Regions from separate parts of the Mus musculus genome. Here region 1 is linked to region 2. Evidence: chromatin contacts called from public Hi-C data. All regions are on one chromosome and are shown on one strand. The core of a region is the stretch at or near the end of the contact, and the rest is flanking DNA. Distances in the headings are between cores, read along the strand shown.

Evidence for each region. Hi-C and Micro-C count contacts between places; a contact is called where the count stands out from the background.
Region 1: a Hi-C map of cerebellum shows a contact between it and region 2, with 2.5 times the contacts expected there. A contact is called at or near these places in 2 of 39 promoter capture datasets (both in the C10 cell line), 6 of 484 Hi-C or Micro-C datasets (cerebellum, cerebral cortex, cortical glia and 3 more), 5 of 130 datasets of targeted methods (embryonic stem cells, neural progenitor cells, pancreatic cancer cells and 1 more) and 1 of 9 other capture datasets (adipose tissue).

The regions. Positions count from the first base shown.
Region 1 is chr19:25,438,685-25,441,435 of GRCm38.p6, reverse strand. No RefSeq gene overlaps it. Among named protein-coding and RNA genes, the nearest start is that of Gm26207, 14 kb to the left of the region's middle.
Region 2 is chr19:25,235,535-25,238,234 of GRCm38.p6, reverse strand. It overlaps Kank1 (KN motif and ankyrin repeat domains 1), which reads right to left and starts at 1,260. Exons shown (of 14, transcript NM_181404.6): 1 at 918-1,260.

The DNA of each region.
Region 1 (2,751 bases), core at 231-2,730, 200 kb before region 2:
TTTGGATGGCCATGAGAACATGTGTAGGCTGGACACCGGGATCATGAGAATGAAATCAAGTCTTCTCTGATGCCCGACCTGAGCGGCCTACAGTGGTAAAAAGATATGAGACTGGCTAAGGTCAGGAGAGCCCCATCATGGACCCCACATGAGCAGAGAATGCTTACCGTGATATGCTACCCAGGCTTAGGGACCGTTCGTTGATTCTGGGGCACTAATATGGGCAAGGGTACTGGACCAGCTTGTCAAACAGTTATTAGGAACAACTCACTCTGCTAAAGCAGGTTCCTGTACACTGCTCATCTCTTGTGGGCTTTTAACTCTATAGAGATGCCTAATATCTTTGTAGAGACAGAGTAGGTAGGTACACATTAGGAGAAAAGGAATCAAGCAAATTGGAGCCAAAGCCCACAAACGTGACTCCTTGTATTTCCAAAGATTTGGATAATGCTCTTGCTATGCAGTTGGAGCAGGTCACTGATTGGACCAACATTCATCATGCTGGCATGGGACCAAGTTCTTCTCCACGAAGTGGTTAGTGAGTGCACAGATAGTTGAAAGGGTCGCTAATGAGCAAAGGCAGAGTTTTGCTTTCCTAATATTAATATGGGTTAGAAACAAAGATAAAACTATGACCGAGCACATCCCTGAGTCTAAGACCCTGTGCTCTGGTGACTGCAGGACTATTGTTCTCTTTAGTTGAAGTCCCTAAACTCTGGCACATCAAGATAAAGCTAATCTCTACCTTTAAAAACATTTTGCAGTCTAGACTCAGTCATTCACATCTGTAGTCCTAGCAGGCAATTATCCAGACTATCATGAGTCTGAAGCTAGCCTGCAATACATGGTGAATTCCAAGTGGTCATCCGGGTTACACAGCAAGACTATTTCTGAACAAAACCCACAACTAACCAACCAAAACCAAAAACCAAATCTAAATAGATAAAGCCAGCAAACTGAAACCAACAAAACCCATAAGGACCAGGATCAAGAGTTTGTGAGGCAGACTCTGAGCGTTGATTATGTGTCTGGCCTTATATCCTGACAGTGATTGAATGGCTCACACTTTATTGATGTTCCTTTGGTCATCAAGGTCATCCATCAGTCAGTCTCAGTGATTGTACTTCCTAGAGTGGAGTCTTAGGGATTAATTTATAGACAGGAAAGATATAACCACGTTGGCTCCAGTGTCATAGCGAAACACTGAATTCTTCTGCCTCTTTCTCATCTTAACTCAGTCTTTCACTCTAGAGCTGTGGCATGCTCTGTGTGCCTTCGGAACAATGGATACCCTCAGTTGGCTCCTAGTCCCAAAGGCTCCTGTGACTTTGCCTCACAGATGTGTCTGTCTCAGCTGCTGGCATGCATGTATGTCCAGGGTGGCCGCTGTCTTGGCTGTCGAAGGACCATTGTGCACTTCGGGCCAGCGACAGAATGAGAACAGGGGAGGTCTCAGAGGCAGCTGCTGAGAGAAGAGAGCAGCTGTGTGGTGCGCTGGGTCTTCCTTACTGGGATTCCCAGGCTCTAAAGGGGCATTCATCAGGGAGGGAGCCAAAGCACCAATGGACTCTGGGATGAGCAGCTGGGAGGGGGTGTGTGTCTAAGTGTCTGAGTGAATGTAGCCATTTTCTGTCTTTTTATAAGACTGCTATGATTTCAGTCAGGAGCACTGGCAAGTTCTGAAAGCCAGGTCTAGAGGAATGCAGGGTTTATAAACAAGGGATGTGTTGGCTGAGCCGCAGTAAAAGAAGGCTTCTCATAGGTAAAGGCATCTTTTCAGAAGTATCTTTCAATTGAGGAGCGCAAATTCTACAAAGAGCACTGTGTCTACTAAGACTTAGTTTCTGAGACATCCGCAGGTGACAAATATGGACCCTGAGGTGACCTCTCAGCCCCACTCCTTCCAGATAGACCCCTTCAGCTGAGGTAAGGGAAGGGCGACTTACAGTGAGGGTTGTAGTCACTGTGTGGCCTCTAGCTCAGCATTGGCAGTTGGGAACTATGTGGGAATGCTGATTCCTGGGCCATTGCTAGACTCTGTAAACGGAAACCTCAGGGACTAGCTCATGAATTCTCTGGGCACTAGAGCTATAGAAGTCTAAGATACAATCTGACTTCCAGGCTACACAGAAGTAGCCCAGGAGAGACTATGCCGGGGCCTAGCAAACACAGAAGTGGATGCTCACAGTCAGCTATTGGATGGATCACAGGGCCTCCAATGGAGGAGCTAGAGAAAGTACCCAAGGAGCCAAAGGGAATCTGCAACCCTATAGGTGGAACAACATTATGAACTAACCAGTACCCCTGAGCTCTTGACTCTAGCTGCATATGTATCAAAAGATGGCCTAGTCGGCCATCACTGGAAAGAGGCCCATTGGACTTGCAAACTTTATATGCCCCAGTACAGAGGAACACCAGGGCCAAAAAGTGGGAGTGGGGGGGTTAGGGGAGTGGCGGGGAGGGTATGGGGGACTTTTGGGATAGCTTTGGAAATGTAAATGAGGAAAATACCTAAAAAAAAAAAAAAAAGAAGAAGTAGCCCAGGAATACATTGCACACAGTAGGGACCTTTATTCCATGTAGAAAGGATGTGTGTCATTCCTGGCATAGAAAACAGTCACTTAAACTTTGGTGTTCTGTCTGCCAGGGAGTCCTCTGCTGGTTGGTTCTTTGTTGCCTACACCAACTAAGTGCCTTGGTCACATTTCAGGAACCAGCTTCAAGATGGCTCTGGAAATTTTAAATCACGCT
Region 2 (2,700 bases), core at 11-2,510:
AAATTTAGCTGTAAAACAACCGAAGGTTGATTACGTGTCTTCTCACTATCTATCTATCCCTCTTACCCGAGGGAAGAGACAGAAACAGCAGCCGCTCGGTCCCGGAGATGGTTTTTGTGGAGAGGTGGGAGCGTTGTTGATGGCATAATTTTATTATTATATGAAAAGCCAATGACTCATGAATTTTAAAGTATATTGATGTGTATTACATCCAACTTTTAAAATAAAACTTAAATAGATTAAACATTGAAGAGCCCAACAACTTACTGGAGAGCGATGCACGAAATGAGAAACAAGATAACTAAGTACCGCATAAAAGCCAACTCTAACAAACTCGCAATTAACGCAAGGAGGCTTTGGTTCCCAAGTAGCCCAGGTGACAACCAAGGTCACTGATCCGGGGGATTGGCATTCCTGATTAGTCTTGGGCTCTCGGTCTGATTCCATACTTTAATTAGACGAACGGAGAGGCACCTCGGGAGAGAAGTGCAGAAAACAAGCGCTGGGGGACGCCACAGAACATTGCCAACGCGAACAACGAGGCCTGCGCCGGGTCAGCCGCGCGGAGTCAGCTCAGGCCGGACCGCCCGCGAAAAGTTGCCTTTGAAAGTTGCAAAGGGACCTGGTGAGGGGGGATGAGACTCACCAGCTCCGCGGCTCCCGAGCGCGGGGTTTCCCACGTACCTGCGCGACCAAGTGTGCCCCGGGACGCTGCCACCCGTCCTGCTGGACCTGACACTGCAGGTCCTCAGGAACTCAAGCAGGTCCCGGAGCTTAGGGCGGCCCCTAAAGGCCGCACCCACCCCTCCCCCACGCCCAGACCCTGCAACACCAGCTAGGGCCACCTGCCGCTCCGGGACCGGGATAAAGGAGCACTAATCGCCGCTTCCTACTGCCAGAGGGTACACCAATCTTACCCTGGGACGCCTCGGAAAAGGGCGCTGCACTGCACTGCACTGCACTCCGGCTCCGAAAGGACGGCTTAGTATCAAAGGACCAGCGCGCCCCACTCCAGGTCGGGAGGCGCCGCCCCCTCGAGCGCCAGCGGTGATCCCAGGCGACTGCTAGCCAAGGCAACCCCACGGACCTTCCCAGGGCAATCTCAGGGCCAGTGTCGCCGTGCGCTCCAGCACGCGCCAAGAGTGTGAGGCTGGGCACCCTGTTGGCTCAGGGTAGAGTCGGAGTTCAGGCGCCCCAGATCGTCCCTGCAGGGGACAGGAGCGCAGCGTTGCCACTACTCACCTCCAGCGCCGCGAATCTGGAGCTGGCACAGGGCGGGCGGCTCGCGGGGAGGGACCGAGAAGCGCTGGGCGGGGCCTCGGGCAGCGCCAGACTCAAACCCCAGTTACACTAGATCGCGGAGCAGAATCCTGCAGTGGCCGTGCAAGAGTAACTTGCGGCTGCCGGGAGCCACCGAGTGCAGGGACACAAACCGGCTGCAGCTCTAACCGAGAAGTCCGCAAGGCACCGCGCGCTCTTTGTACCCGAGAGCCGGCCGTGGAGAGCCCAGTGCGCCTGCGCGCCGCCGCGACTCTCCTAGGCGCACCTCCACACCACTGGTTCCTACCCGCCCGAGCGACCCTCCCATTCGCCCTGGAGGGGGTTCGGTGCGAGCAAGTTTTCGACCTTGGGAGCTGGGCGCGCCAGGAGCAGAGTAGCACCCTAATAGCGCCTGTTACCGGGCGCCGTTAAGACGTTGGCTTGGGAACCTGAATGGAGTAGGAGACTCGAGGTTTCAAGTCCGCTCTGGAGCCGATGGAAAGTTCCAGCCAACTAGCAAGCCGCAGGGACCTAGATTCATTCCTTCCAGCACTCCTAGCAGAGTGAGGAGTCTGGAGTCCAAACTGACAAGGCCTGGCTACAGGGTGTGGAGCACAAGAAAGAAGTCACTTGTCCCTAAAAGCTTCATCAGAAGAAAGGGCAGTAGATCCACAAGAGATGAGTTGGGAACTGAGGCACAAGTCCTCTTTCAAGAAGATGGCCAAAGACAGAGAGTCCAGTGATCAAAAACAACATAACTGCTGGGGAACATAACAGAAGCCTGGAAGCCGGGCAGTGATGCTGCATGCCTTTGGTCCCAGCACTTGAGAGGCAGAGGCAGGCGGATCTCTGAGTTCCAGGCCAGCCTGGTTTACAGAGTGAGTTCCAGACAGCCAGGGCTACACAGAAAACCAAAAAGAGAAGAAAGGGGGTGGGGAGAAGAGGAGGAGGAAGAGGAGGAGGAGGAGGAGGAGGAGGAAGAAGAAGAAGAAGAAGAAGAAGAAGAAGAAGAAGAAGAAGAAGAAGAAGAAGAAGAAGAAGAAGAAGAAGAAGAAGAAGAAGAAGAAGAAAAAATCTGGAGCGAGGAGGATCCTTTGCTAAATAGCAAGTTCCAGGCCAGGCTGAGCTATATGAAAAATGGGTATTGCTAAAACAACCATAAAGACAGATTTGAAGGTTCTGATCGTCTCGATTGTTTCGTGCCCACTCCACCACACACACACACACACACACACACACACACACACACACACACACACACACAGCACCCCTTCTCCTAGACCAGACTGTTAGAACAAGCAAAAGGCAATGGGTAACAGAGCAAAAGGTCTCCTCCTGGGAACCTCAGTTTCTACATGGGTTAAGAGGGTCCTTGGATTCAGTAGATGGTGTGGGAGACACCACTCATACAGGATAATTCCTGAGAAACGTGCTTACAGG